Regions from separate parts of the Mus musculus genome. Here all the other regions are linked to region 3. Evidence: chromatin contacts called from public Hi-C and HiChIP or PLAC-seq data. All regions are on one chromosome and are shown on one strand. The core of a region is the stretch at or near the end of the contact, and the rest is flanking DNA. Distances in the headings are between cores, read along the strand shown.

The links. A called contact is a pair of places that touch in the nucleus more often than the background predicts. HiChIP or PLAC-seq counts read pairs in DNA pulled down with a chosen protein or histone mark.
Region 1: a Hi-C map of bone marrow-derived macrophages shows a contact between it and region 3, with 2.9 times the contacts expected there. The contact joins two enhancer-like sites. A contact is called at or near these places in 4 of 484 Hi-C or Micro-C datasets (bone marrow-derived macrophages, embryonic stem cells, nephron progenitors and 1 more), 7 of 115 datasets of contacts at active chromatin or transcription factors (astrocytes, bone marrow-derived dendritic cells, bone marrow-derived macrophages and 3 more) and 4 of 9 other capture datasets (adipose tissue, embryonic stem cells, liver and 1 more).
Region 2: a contact with region 3 is called in an H3K27ac HiChIP or PLAC-seq map of embryonic stem cells, with 8 read pairs. The contact joins two enhancer-like sites. A contact is called at or near these places in 2 of 39 promoter capture datasets (HPC-7-derived erythroid cells and embryonic stem cells), 4 of 15 datasets of contacts at CTCF or cohesin (CD8 T cells, the NIH/3T3 cell line, large pre-B cells and 1 more), 21 of 484 Hi-C or Micro-C datasets (the AtT-20 cell line, B cells, CD4 T cells and 14 more), 11 of 115 datasets of contacts at active chromatin or transcription factors (the NIH/3T3 cell line, VIP interneurons, cardiomyocytes and 7 more) and 4 of 9 other capture datasets (adipose tissue, liver, macrophages and 1 more).

What each region holds. Positions count from the first base shown.
Region 1 is chr6:30,335,613-30,340,126 of GRCm38.p6, forward strand. No RefSeq gene overlaps it. Among named protein-coding and RNA genes, the nearest start is that of 1700095J07Rik, 33 kb to the left of the region's middle. Within about 2 kb of position 1,434, at least 156 of the 459 cell types and tissues checked have an H3K27ac peak or open chromatin away from gene starts, as enhancers often do. A contact at or near this core is called in bone marrow-derived macrophages, where this site is marked.
Region 2 is chr6:30,354,979-30,359,991 of GRCm38.p6, forward strand. No RefSeq gene overlaps it. Among named protein-coding and RNA genes, the nearest start is that of Zc3hc1, 34 kb to the right of the region's middle. Within about 2 kb of position 1,848, at least 82 of the 459 cell types and tissues checked have an H3K27ac peak or open chromatin away from gene starts, as enhancers often do. A contact at or near this core is called in bone marrow-derived macrophages, where this site is marked.
Region 3 is chr6:30,249,656-30,254,330 of GRCm38.p6, forward strand. The region is part of intron 3 of Ube2h (ubiquitin-conjugating enzyme E2H); the gene reads right to left. Among named protein-coding and RNA genes, the nearest start is that of Ube2h, 53 kb to the right of the region's middle. Within about 2 kb of position 3,151, at least 43 of the 459 cell types and tissues checked have an H3K27ac peak or open chromatin away from gene starts, as enhancers often do. A contact at or near this core is called in bone marrow-derived macrophages, where this site is marked.

The DNA.
Region 1 (4,514 bases), core at 184-2,683, 84 kb after region 3:
AGAAAGAGTGAGCAAGGAGGGGAGGAAGGAGGGGGAGAAAGAAGAGCAGTAGACAGATGACTGCCACCAGCTCGTTCAGCATGCCACCCGAGCAGGCCACATCCCTCTCTCTAGCCCCTCGGTTGTGCCGATAGACCAGTGTCAGCTTCCACCATCTCCCCCGCTCCTTGCCCAGGTGGAAGTGATGTGGGGGGAAGCAGATGTGGACGCACACGCACAATGTCCCTTCCAAGAGGGCCTGGCATGTGCTTCTCCATGTTCCTGAGATAAGGGTCTCTGTAGCTGTTTCAGGACCAGGTGAATGAGTGGAAATTTCAAAATAAAAATAAATAAATAAATAAATAAATAAATGAGGAAGACTGACTGCTCGTAAGGGCTCAGGGTTTTTTTTTTGTTGTTGTTGTTTTGTTTTTCGAGACAGGGTTTCTCTGTATAGCCCTGGCTGTCCTGAATCTCACTTTGTAGACCAGGCTGGCCTCGAACTCAGAAATATGCCTGCCTCTGCCTCCCAAGTGCTGGGATTAAAGGTGTGCGCCACCACCGCCCAGCTCAGGGTTTTTATTATAAGGGAGAAAACAGGTAGAGGCAGAGACATCTGGGAGAGTCCAGAGCGACATGACCTTGAGTAGGGCCATGTGTGGAGAGGTGACCTAGAGTGGCAGGCAAAGAACCCACAAAAAAGCCAGCATAGCCAAAATGGCTGGATTATATAGGGAAGGGCAGCCCAGCCTCTGGGCTGGAGAGTTCAGGGTAGAGGACAGGGTATGCTAACCAGGAGGACCTTGTCACCAAGGGATGCTAGGCAGCCAGCATTCACTTATATGTTAACAGGCAACTCAGTCACTCTGTCTCTGGTTTGAGAGCTAACATTCTCCTTCAGGTGTTGTAGGTTGTCTTTCATTGGAAAGCTCGATGCTCTGTCTCTGTGGATGTTCACCAGGATTCCTGGTCAGGCTTCATATGGGGGCCCCCCATTGTTCAGGGGAGAGAAAGCCTGTGCCATCAGTCCACACTTTCCTAAACTTGTTGACATGCTATGACAGGGGCCAGATTCGCATCTACCCTGCTGGTGACTCAGTTACACCGGAGTGAGAGATAATTCTCTTTGGCCCCATTTTTCAGGTGGGCAGACTGAGGCAGAGAATGGGTAGAAGGAGGGAAGGAAGGTGAGAGCTCAGAGCCACTCCCTTCTGAGACTAGGATCCTTATGTTTGCTCCTACTTCAGGGTCTTTGTTGTCTGGAATGCTTTGCTCCCCATTTTGCCTGCCGACTCTTCAACTTCAGTTGGGCAGCAGCCAAAACATCAGTTTCCCAGAGCCTTCCCTCGCCTCACCTCGAGAACACTGGCCCCTTCCAGTCACCACCCCTCATGTTGTCACATCCGCCTGTTTTGGTTCTCGGCAGGACACTCTAGCAGACTCTGCTGGCTGCCTTCCCAGCAGCCATTTCCCCTTCCTCCTGCCCGTACAACTCAGAGTTTGTTTGGGTTTCTCTTCCTAGTCCCACTCATCATGGGAATAAATTCTGATTGGTGTTTGGCAGCCTCTTCACTAGTGGTTGACTCTCTCTCTCCTCTCTTCCTTCCTGAGACAGGGTTTCTCTGTGTAGCCCTTGCTGTCCTGGAACTCCCCCTGTAGACCAGGCTGACCTCAAACTCAGAGATGCACCTGCCTCTGTCTCCTGAGTGCTGGGATGTGTGTGTGTGTGTGTGTCTGTCTGTCTGTCTGTCTCCAACCCTTCCAATCCCCTAGCCCTCCCACCTAGCTCACCTCACCCCCTCCTCGAGGGCATTACTTTCTATAGATTTTTAAATTTTCTAGAAAGGTGATACAGAGCAAGAAACCTTTCTTGTCTTTTAAAATTTTTTTTTTTTTTTTTTGGTTTTTTCGAGACAGGGTTTCTCTGTGTAGCCCTGGCTGTCCTGGAACTCACTCTGTAGACCAGGCTGGCCTCGAACTCAGAAATTCGCCTGCCTCTGCCTCCCAAGGGCTGGGATTAAAGGCATGCGCCACCACGCCCGGCGCCCTTAAAATATTTCTTATTTACTTGTGTGGCATGTGTATGCAGCAGAGACAGCATCAGGCGACAGTCGTTGGGTCTTTCTTGCTCTGTGATGCTTCACCTCTAATCCCAGGCTAGCTGCCTGAACCTTCTTGTGATTCTCCTGGTACTGCCTCCATCTTGCCCAGGGCGGTTCGGTCTACAGACACAAGCCACTTCTGGCTTTTAAATGGGTTCTGGGAATCCAAACTCAGGTTGTAGGCAATGTGTCCAGCATTTTTATGTGATGAGCCATCTCCCCAGCCTGCCCTCTCTTCCCCTTCCATTCCCTTCTGTTCTCCTTCCCTCCACCCCTGCTCTCCCTTCTCCTCTCTCCTCCTCTTCCCTTCCCTCTTATCTCTTCCCTTCCTTCCTTCCTCCCCTCCCCCTTTCTGGGCTCATGTAGTCCACAATGAAGTTTAATTTAATATATAGCTGAGGATTGTCAATGACCTTGAACTTCTAATTCTTCTGCCTCTGACTCCTGTGTGCTGGGATCATAGGTGTGCTACCACCTTTGGTTTATGCTGTGCCCAGGTTGAGTCCAGAGCTCCATGTGTGCTTCATGAGCACTCTACTCCAAGGACAGCCACACCTTAGGTCCTAGGAGCTAGGATTGTGATGTATGAACATTGAAGAGACACAATCACTCCACAAATAGGGTAAGAAAAAAAATACCCTTGTAACTTTAGCCATTTAGTGCATTGTGACTGTCTGTTACTTAGGTTTAAGAACATCAATTAGGCTGGGTAATGGTGGTGCATGCCTTTAATCCCAGCACTTGGGAAGCAGAGGCAGGCAGATTTCTGAGTTCGAGGCCAACCTGGTCTACAGAGTGAGTTCCAGGACAGCCAGGGCTATACAGTACAGAGAAACCTTGTCTCGAAAAACCAAGAAAGAGAGAGAGAGAGAGAGAGAGAGAGAGAGAGAGAGAGAGAAATCATTGACTTAGTTCTATACTCACCTATTAACTGTCTCTCTCATCAAGACATCAACTCCATGAGGGCAGCAATGTCTAGCCTATTCCTTGCCCCAGTGCCTAAGAATAGACACTTACATAAACAGCAGTGCCAGGGGGCCGCCTCTCCTGAGCACCTTCCCTCGCTGATCTTGATTAGAATTTATATTTAAAAAGCAGAATCTGATAATACAAGAAATCCTAGTCCCTGGGTAAATGAGAAGCCAGGTCTTTATTTTGAAGATCTAGAGTCTCTCTCTCTCTCTGTGTGTGTGTGTGTGTGTGTGTGTGTGTGTGTGTGTGTGTGTGTGTGACTATGTTCTAGAGTCTGTTTTATAGAGAGGCACACATTAACACATTATGTTGGTTCCAGTCTGAGCCTCTGGAGTTTCCAGTTTCAATCAAACAAGAAAATGATCAAAGAGGGCACCGCTGCTCAGGGCTCCAGTCAGGACTCAAGAGTTTGGAGTGAATCAGAATCATCTGGAACCTTGTTTAAAGTTTTCAGACGCCTGGATCCACCTCATAGACTCTGATGTAATGGGTTTAAAGTTTTTAACAAGCCACCAGGTGACTCTCAAGAGTCTGACCCCAGGAAGGCTGAGGAAGGAAGGACAGAGTTAGTTGTTCTGAGCCTGTGTGGGGAGGACAGAGATCCCTTCTGTGTGGGCAGAACCTCAGAACCTCATGTGGGCTTGTTTGAATCAGATCACCAGATCATGCATGGGTAGGCATAATAGGATGGGGTAAAAGCTGCTGTGTGTGTGTGTGTATTCAGTGTGTGTGTATTCAGTGTGTGTGTGTGAGTATTCAGTGTGTGTGAGTATTCAGTGTGTGTGTGTATTCAGTGTGTGTGTATTCAGTGTGTGAGTATTCAGTGTGTGTGTGTGTGTGTGTACTCAATGTGTGTGTGTGTTGTGTGTGTGTGTGTATTCAATGTATGTGAGTGTATTCAGTGTGTGCAGTGTATACATGTGTATAGTATGTGTATGCAGCATGTATGCACATATGTGCAGTGTGTGTGTGTATGTAGTATATGTGTAGTGTGTGGTGTGTATGTACTATGTGTAGTAAGTGTATAGTGTGTGTAGTATATGTGCCAGTTCCAGTGGGTTTGTGTTCATATAAGTACACACACGTAGAAGCCAGAAGAAGATGTTATATCTTCCTCAGTTGCCTGCCATCTCATTTTTTGAGACAGGGTGACCCACTGAACCTTAACCCATCTGTTCTGCTAAGTTGGCTGGCCAGCAAGCTCCAGGGATCCACCTGACTCTGTTCTTCCCCTGTCTCTGGGATTGCAGTCTGTGCAGTCATGTCTGCTTTTTTTATTTTATGTCAACGGTTGCTTTGCATGAGTGTATGTCTGTGCACCAGGCCAGAAGAGAGTGTTGGATCATCTTGTACTGGAGTTAAAGGTGGTTGTGAGCCACCATATGGGTGCTAAGGGTCAAATCTGGGTCCTCTGGAAGAGTGGCTGGTGCTTTTAATGGCCAAGGCATCTCTCCAGCTCCC
Region 2 (5,013 bases), core at 598-3,097, 100 kb after region 3:
TTGCCCGACCTCACTCACGGCCCCTTTGGCTTTTTTTTTTTTTTTTTAATAGGACCTCATGTAGCCCATGCTGGCCTTGAACTCACCACTTATCCAAAGCTGACCTTGAACTCCTGACCCCTCTGCCTCTGCCTCCCGAGTCTGGGTTCACAGCTTTCCATGTTGGCCTTCTAGTGCACAGATGAGCCCTGCTATGGGTGCAAACATTCCCCTCACAGAGGGTACCCCCAGTTTTTCTCCTGCCACACCCTTGCCTCCCTAATGCACTAAATCCAAAGAGCTGGGGACTTTCTTGTCATTTATCCTCATTTTTAACGCCTCAAAGAATGTTTTCTAACTCTGTTGTGATTTTAAGACTGATTTTTTGAACCACGGCACCCATATTTGCCCTCCTTTTACTTTGAAAAATTCCTGGGCTAAGTTTATGGGAACTGAGCCCAGATCACAGCTGACCACTGAGGAGCAAGAGAGCTGGGGCCCCTGCAGACCAGTAAGGTTCAGGGAGAGGATGGAGGTGTGGACCGTGTGGTGGAAGGAGGAGGCCACTGCCCTGTTCATTCTATGCCTTTTACTTTGACCTGTGAAGTGATTTTTCCAGAGACTCTGGGATCCCAGCATTGTGCTCACCTCGCAGTAGGCATTAGGCCTTCTGGCCTCTGATCTGGGGTGCTCACCTGCCTCAACTGGCTTTCTGAGGGGAAAAGAGGCAGGAAGTGGTGCAGCTGACCAGACTGAGCACAGGGAAGGCGCTCCTGACTCCCTGTGGCCTGCTAGTCCAGATCCAGGCTCAAGTGGCCGCAGGATAGATGACTCAGGTAAGCCGTGCAGGCCAAACAGGCAGTGTCCACAGCCCAGCAGGCCGGGCCTATAATTAGCTTGCCTGTTGTCTTCTTAGCACCATCTCCTAAGGGTGGCCCTGCTGGGCCCTGAGCCAAGGCTGGAGGAGGCTGGCAAGAATGTGGTTATCTCACTTGGTGTTTGGTTGCCCAAGATGCTGCTTCCCGATGCTTCTAAAACTGGGCATCGAGCTGAAGTACCAGCACCTCTGCTGATGGGGGAGAGCCACTGGGCGAGAAGAATCCTTCCCATAGCAAGGATGAGCTAGCGAGACATTCTGGGATGTTTTTGCCTGAGCCCAGTGCCCATTTCTTTTCCTCAGACCCAAAAGTCCCTACAGCCTGGAGACACGGGTGGCCAGGTGTGCAGCTAAGGATTGCTTAGCAACCACGTAACAAACATCAGGTCCCTTAGCTCTTAAGCAGCCCTTTGACATAGACACTGACTACTCCTGCCCCTTTTACATATCAAGAAGCAGAGGCCCCAGGAGCTGGCTCAGAAGACAGACTGATAACAAGGGCATCCAGTATTTGAGTCCAGATGGCCAGATCCCGACTGACTCTGAGCTGGCTTGGCCACAACCTGTGTGCCGTCTTGGCTGTCACTCCCCACTCTGACCTTGGCTGAATGCAGGGAGTCAGGCCATAGTCTTTGCAACTTTGTGTCTGGTTCTACCGCTGGACAGGTATGGAAAGGGCACTGGGTGGAAGGCCCTCCCTTCCCTGGCCCTGGACAGCCATGTTTACTTCTGGTTGGGAAGTGTGGCTTCATAGGCACCTGACTGACCTGACGGGGTGGTAATGAACTCATGACCTGTACCACTGACTCACGGGCCAAAGCTGCTTCCCCACTCCATTCCTCAGTTTCCCCGGTGGATCAAGGGGCAGTAATGACCTCTTTGTGTTCCGTGCCGCCATGAATCGGGGTCAGTGAGCATCAGTCACACACCCTGGAATGCTCACAAGGAAAGGGTCATCTGCCGGGCCCGAGCTGCACGGTTGCCCGTGATGACATTGCTCTGGCCCTTGGCCCTGTGGCCACGTCCTCCAGGTTTTGTTACTGGCTTAACTCTGTGGGCTGGGTTTGGAGTGACTCAGCCTGAGTGTTGGTGACACCTTGGGAGGACTGGCGTCAGTGCAGCCATGTGGAGCAAGGTGGCTGCCAGTGGCTCGTCTCCTCTTGTGGCTTTCTCTTCTGGCTTCCCAGTCAGTCTGGTCTTTAGGCATTTCTGCACGCCTCTAATGGTGGATACAATGTCTCTAATGCTGGATACAAGGGATTAGCCCTGAACTTTAAGGAGAGCATCCTCAGGAGTGCCTTTAATCCCAGCACTCGAGAGGCAGAGGCAGGAGGATTTCTGAGTTTGAGGCCAGCCTGATCTACAGAGTGAGTTCCAGGACAGCCAGGGCTATACAGAGAAACCCTGTCTCAAAAAAAAAAAAAAAAAAAAAAAAAAAAAAAAAAAGGAGAGCATCCTCCACTTCTCTGGATCTTCACTAAATACATTCTCTTTCCTCTTCTCTGGGCACCCACCTCCATGCTGTCCATTTTCCTATCACTGGACTGGTCTGTGCTACAAAGCAGGCAGCCCCAACTTCCAGTCTACACTGACTTAGACAAGACAAAGCCAGATGCTGTGGCGAGGCTGGCGAGGTGGTGTCTGCCTTCCATAAGAGCGCTAGGGAGGCACATGGAGGTGGGTCTCTGTGTCTGAGGCCAATCTAGTCTAAATAGAGCAGAGGTTCTCAACTTGTGGGTTGCAACCCAACGTGGGAGGGGTTGTCAAGTGACCCTTTCACAGGGGTCACATAAGGCCACCGGAAAACTGGTATTTACATTACCATTCCTAAGTGTAGCAAAATTAATTAGTCATGTAAAAAGAAAAAAAAAATCACGAGAAACTGTATTAAAAGGGCCACAGCATTAAGAAGGTTAAGAACCACTGACAAAATTTCCAGACCAGACAAGGCTACAAAGTGAGACATTTTCTAAGACAAAACAAAACAAAACAAATCAAAACACCCGAAAAATGATGCAGAAATGAGGGTGAACCATTTGGAAAGGAGAGTTGTCGCCCAGGGCCTGTCCCCCAGTGATTGGTGGCGGTGGGTCCGTGGTTGTTTGAAAGGCAAGCTGGAGTTTAATGTGAAGCACTGGCGGCACCTAATGGCTCTAGTGGGTACTGCTAGTATTACAGCTTGACACTATAGCTAACCTGACCTTGAGTCTGGACTAAATACCTAAGTTTTTGGAAAGTGGGCAGATGCTATGGCTCTCATAAAGGGGAAGTTTTCTAAGTTTTCTAGCCATTTACTACCTCATACGTCACATTTTCCTGGATGTCTAGTTACCTACAGAACACAGATCACTCTAGTTACACACGTTTTTGACCCACATTAGATAAAGAGCAACTTAAAAACTCTGAGTATCATTCCACTATATGAATAAACTACATTACAATAATAGTCCTGGGCTGGGGAGATGGATCAGCGGGTAAGAGCACTGACTGCTCTTCTGAAGGTCCCGAGTTCAAATCCCAGCAACCACATGGTGGCTCACAACCACCCATAATGAGATCTGGCATGTCTGAAGTCAGCTACAGTGTACCTATGTATAATAATAATAAATAAATCTTTGAAAAAAAAACAATAATAGTCCTTTGATTTTTTTTTTGAGGCAATGTTTTTCTTGTTTTGTTTTGTAAGACAGGGTCTCAGTATGTGGGCCATCCTGGAACTATGTAGGACAGACTGGCCTCAGTACACACAGCTTCACCTGATTCTACCTCCTGAAAGGTGACATTAAATGCGCCCGCCACTGTGAATGACTACACTATTTTTTAGATCTATTTTCTGCATATGGGTGTGTGTTCTGCATGTATGTTGATGTGCCACGTGCATACTTGGTGTGAGAGATGACCAGAGGGTGTCAGGTTCTCTAGAACCAGGGTTATGGATCATGTGGGTGGGGAAAACTGAACTTGGGTCCATTTTAAGATCAAGATATGCTTTTAACCTCTGAGCCATTTCCCTGGCCCTTACAATAATCATTTCAATAATTTAAATGATAGTCTCCCAAGCTATACTCTGTAATCAATTACCAGATGTTTAGGTTATCTTCAATTTATTTCAAGTAGAAATATATAAACATTGTCATGCATATGTCTTGTCTTTTGTGGAACCTTGGCTAGACTTTGGATACAGATGGTCCAAACTTGAATGTTGGCCCTCATTGGCTAGTGACTTTGAGCAAAGTATTATGTTTCAGCATCCTCATTTGTGAAAAGGAATAGTGATTATATGGGGCTTTAATGATGAAGCTAGGCCTCGTGTGTAGGCAAATGTCTGAAAAAACGAGTAAGATCAGTTTTCCAGTGTCCTCCTGCTGAGCACTGCTCTTCCGTCCTCCCCACCTCCCTCACACTGCACGAGAAGCACATTCTAGACACAGCCTTGACTCTTAAGATGGCCACAGAGCTGCCTCATTTGTGGGGACTACAGTGCAGCTTCCTTTCTATTGGCTCTTACTGGGCTAGACAGGACTGGCCTGGAACTGAACAGACTTTGAAAAGGGTCGCGTGTGTGTGTGTGTGTGTGTGTGTGTGTGTGTGTGTGTGTGTGTGTGTGTGTATGTCTGGTCTTGACTTCTTCCTGAAGGTAGTGAAGGCCTTCCTGGTAGATAAATCTGGAGTCCTAGGCATTTTGGTTCCGACTTCTACCCCCTGGTTGCTGGTCACTTTCGTCTCTACAGCTCACTGATGTACTGGGTAGACAGCTCAGAGCATCGAGTACAAGGTCAATAAACGGATTAAAACACTCTGACCCTCAATCCCTGTGACCTCACTGCCCTACCCAGAGGCCTGTGCACGGTCTCCTGGTCCTCCATTGGTTTCAGCTACATGAATCAATTTAGTTAGGGAGGCACTGAAAAGAGAACATGGGCTAAAGATGGAAAGAACAGCCTCTCAATGAAGGGCTCAAGTGTAGCATTCTCTCCTAAAGGCATGGGTCAGCGGGCCAGATGACGGCTCTATAAAGCCAAAGAAAACCCAGAATAGGAAAGGAACTAAAAATAGTTAGGAAAGCTTGAGGAGGAAGCGTCTGAGCTCTTGGTGGTGGTCAGGCCATACAAGCAGCTGTTTTTGTTGCTGAGACAGAGCTGGGTGGAAAATAGTCA
Region 3 (4,675 bases), core at 1,901-4,400:
ATTCCCAGGACCAAAAGAAAAACCTACATACAAAACCAGACTGAATGCTATCTTTCCTTGAAGTAGTATCTCAGAAACACACACACACACACACACACACACACACACACACACACACACACACACACACACAGTTCTCAAGACAAAGTTTCTCTATGCTATGTAGCACTAGCTATCCTGGAACTCACTTCGAAGACCCGGCTGGCCTCGAACTTAAGAGAGCCAGTTGCTTCTGGCTCCCAAGCAACCACTGGCTGAATTCAGGATTGAGTCCTAGCTTCTGTCTTTGTTCCTGACACTCGGGCAACCAGAGTTAGAGTTACCCAGCTGACGAAGGGTGACAGCCACCTTTCAGCTGTGTGCACTAGCACACCATCTCAGACAGACTGCACCAGAACAGAAGGCTCTTCCGACTGGGACCCCCTCAGGAGACAGACCTGGCCTGTCTCTCTTCAAGTGAGGACCCAAGCAAGGAAGAGCTCACTCTCAAAACCCTGTGCCACGGAAAGTTCTGAACTGACCCTATGAGTTCATGAGATCTAAACTCATCAGAGAAGCTTTTCTAAGTTTCTAAGAAAAGAATCTGAGGAATGGGCTGAGTGGGTAAGAAACATACATTTCTAAGTAAAAAACGATGATGGTTGTCCTTCAACAGCAGGATTCTTCTATCAAACTAGCAGGTTACCAAAGCCTTTAGCCCACTCCCTAGTATTTCATTCCCATCTCCACAATTTATCCTTTAGTGTCTTGGTCATTCATCTAGCCACACTAAGAGATCTGGAAGGATTTTCTGAACAGCAGGAAGACAGTAGAGAATTGCAGGTTTCTAACTTGCTCCCACCTTTTTTGAAGACAGGTCTCACTCACACTGTACTGTTCTGGCTGGCCTAGAGCTTGCTATGTAGACCAGGATAGCACCTCAATCTTAGAAGAGATCTGCTTGCTGATGGCCCTGAACGCTGGGGTTCTGAAGGTCTGCACTACCACATCTGGCTCTAGCAATTTTAACAAAGTCATTAATTAAGCTGTTACTTAAAAGTCAGATTGCTCAACGCAGTGAGCCTTAACAAGTCAATTTCTTTGTCTTTCTACTGCTATTCCTAAGACTAGATTAAATAACTTCACCAAGGCAGGCGTGGTGGCGCACGCCTTTAATCCCAGCACTCAGGAGGCAGAGGTAGGCGGATTTCTCAGTTTGAGGCCAGCCTGGTCTACAAAGTGAGTTCCAGGACAGCCAGGGCTACACAGAGAAACCCTGTCTCGAAAAACCAAAAAAAAAATTAAAAAAAAAATGTCACCAACACATCGGAGAAGGGTCAGAAACAGGAAATGAGTTAAGTAACTAGCATACTATTAGCACTCAGTAATGCTAGCTTTGGCCACTAGGAATGGTATTGTGTACTTGGTCCCAGAAGCCAGGAGATAGTGCAAAGGCCCAACACAACAGGAAAAAGAATGGGTTTCAGTACAAGGAGCTTAAGCAAATTACCTCCCTCTCGTAATCTCTTTGTTTTTTGAGATAAGGTCTCAGTATGAAGACCAAGCTAGCCTCAAACTTAAAACCCTCTTGCCCTGCCCTCTGAAGGGCTGGGGTTATATGTATGCCCTATCATACCCCACTAAGTAACTTCATGCTATTGTTCACAACCTAGAAATGAAACTCTCCAGCACACACAACTATCACTCTTAAAAAGATTTTATTATTTTGTTTTTATGTATGTATATACTCATGGATGCCCAAGTAGGCTTTTTGGCATGCCCTGATGTTACAGATACAAGCAGTTGTGAGCTGTCCAACATGGGTATGAGGTTCCAAACTCTAGTCTTTGGCAAGAACACAGTCATACCCACTGAACCATCACTCCATGCCCCATAACAACTTATTTTAGGAACTGGCAAGGGGGTATTTTGATGTTGATACTATCTTTCATATATTCTCAAGTGAAAATAGAATTTATAATACTCCAACAGTTGTTGCGCAGCATTCTAATACAATTTGGTATGGTCATAACAAAACAATCAGAAAAACCCCTCCAGGATGGAAGCAAACATTGCAGATTTGGCAACCAATATGGCGACACATCTTGAGGCAATCAAATGGATGCATGTCTAAAGTGGCTGCCAACAACAGGGTTTTTAACAACACCCAAAATATATACAAATCTTAAGTGGTGTGATTATGCTTTTCAAAGGAAACTAAAACATAACTGTTTGTGGGGTATTTTTTGTTTGTTTTTTTTGAAACAGGGTCTTTCTGTGTAGCCTTGGCTGTTGTGAAACTTGAGTTGTAGATAAGGCTGGCCTGGAACTCATAAAGACCCTCCCGCATCTGCCTCCCAAATGCTGGGACCAAAGATGTGTGCCACCAAACCCAGCCTGGCATAATTTTTTTTTTCCTTTAAACTCAGTTCAAAGAAAAAAGGAACTGATTGGGAGACGGTTCAGTGTTAAAAGCCTTTGCTGTTTCTCCGCAAGGCCCAAATTTGACTCCTTACACTCACATTGGGCAATGCGCACTTGAATGTAACCCCAGTTCCAAGGCAAGAACTGTCCAGAAGCCATACATTATTAAAGGAGAACCCAGTGCCAAGAGTAGACTACTTTCCTAGTGGTCACAGAGGCTTCTCCCGGGGCTTTCAAAACAATACAGCAATGACCACTATTCTTGTTTGCCCACCAGAACTAGATGGTCTAGCTAGAACTGGCTAGAAGCTTCCTACCTGCTGTGGCTTGCCCCCAAGGCTCCAAAGGTACTATGTTGTTATACAGGCTACTGTGGAGAACTGTCAGCAGTGGCTGTTACTCAGGTGTGGACTCTGCAATAATGACTCACCAGGCAAGATGAGCCTACTGCAGCAGGAGTGGCAAGTCTGTTATGGAGTAACCAACTCCTTTCTGACTGAATTCCATGTCTGCTCCATAGAAGGAACTCATGGCAGGTACTGGAAACACATCCAAAATTCTTTGGCCGAGAAAAATCATAGGTCATAGGAAGAAGCTACTGCCACTGTTTGCTAAGTAGCCAGGATATGCCTGTCAGATTGCCTTCTAAATTACTATGTCTGTGCCCATAGATTAGTGCTGCTGTTAGACTTATTACAAGAAGGTTCTTTCTGCAGTGGTCAGAGTGACTCATAACACGGGATATTTATACCACTCCTCCAAAGCTCAGGAAACAAAGCAGAAGGGGCAGGCAGAAAGGCTGTGAGAGGCAGAGCAAAGCAGTGAGTGTGAGGGAACAACATGTGGCATGGCTATCGCACTCCTGAGCTGACTGCCTAAGTTCACTACAAGACTGGCCCCTCAGCACTGTCTTGTAATAGAGAGGGGTCCACGGAGCACTACTCTCTCTGAAGATTCACACAAAGCTAACAGTCAATATGGGATAGAGACATGCTGAAGAGGTGGCTCAGTGGTTAAGAGGACTACTCTTCCAGAGAATTCCTGAGTTCAATTCCCAGCAATCACATAGTGGCTCACAGCCATCTATAGTGCGATCTGATGACCTCTTCTCATCTGTCTAAAGACAGTGACAGTGTATTCACATATATAAAATAAATACATAAATCTTAAAAAAAGAGGCAAGGGATAGAGACGCAGTCTTCAGTGGTATAGCTACTAGAAAGGTGTCTAAGCTCCTTAATGAAATTCACTGGGCCTCTCTCTCAGACATACACACAAAGACACACACACACACACACATATACACACAGACATGAAAGGAAAGGACAGTTAGCTGGGAATGGGAAGGGAGAAAGGGAATTAGGAGGAGTGGGGTTGGGGTAATAGATGATACAGTAGAAATATACATATATGTATGAAAAGTTATAATACCTATTATGCATAAACAAAAACATCTTTTTTTAAAAAACGTGAAAAAAGGCACTGTTCGGGTCAGAATTTAAACTGATATTATTAAGGGAGCTTCAAGAAGGAAATGGCTAAGTCCTCTATTCAGCAGCACACAAGGCAGGGTCAATGTGGAGGAGGGGAGAAAAGGTAGTGGGGAGAGGAGTTCATGACATGGGTCCCTGACAGCAGGTTCATTAATAAATGGCTTTTCTCTGTGGTAACTTGGTACTCAGTTCTCTCTCTGCCCCACTCATATTCATTATCACAAAGACCATATTCCTAACCTCTCAGCCTTTTTATGTTCCTCTCCTCAATGACTGTTCCCCATCTCATTCCACTCTATATGCCCAGGACACACCAAGAACAGTCATGTCTACAAACAGCTATGCCTCTCCAGTCACAAATCCAGACATCTCCTTTCCTACCAGTCTCTTGTCCTTACCAAGGATCTTCTAAAATTCCTCCTCTTCCTACCTGCCAGGCTTTATTCAACTTCAGACAGAAGCGCTAACACGAATATCACTCTGTAGCCTGCCTCTGCAAATGCCCTCCCTCCCTCCCTCCCTCCCCCCCCTCCCTCCCTCCCTTCCTTCCTTCCTTCCTTCCCACAGAGAGTATCTATCAGGTATCCCTCTGCATGCCCTTGATGGAGCTGTTCCAGCACCACTGTCACTCCTGACTTGACACCCACACAGGCTCACTTTCTTCAGGGACACAGTCTATGACTGACGCATCTTCCACTACCTCTGACTACTATAAGTGATTCAATGCACATGCTGTGGTTAGTTGCACTATTATAATTCAGGGAATGCTGCACACATTT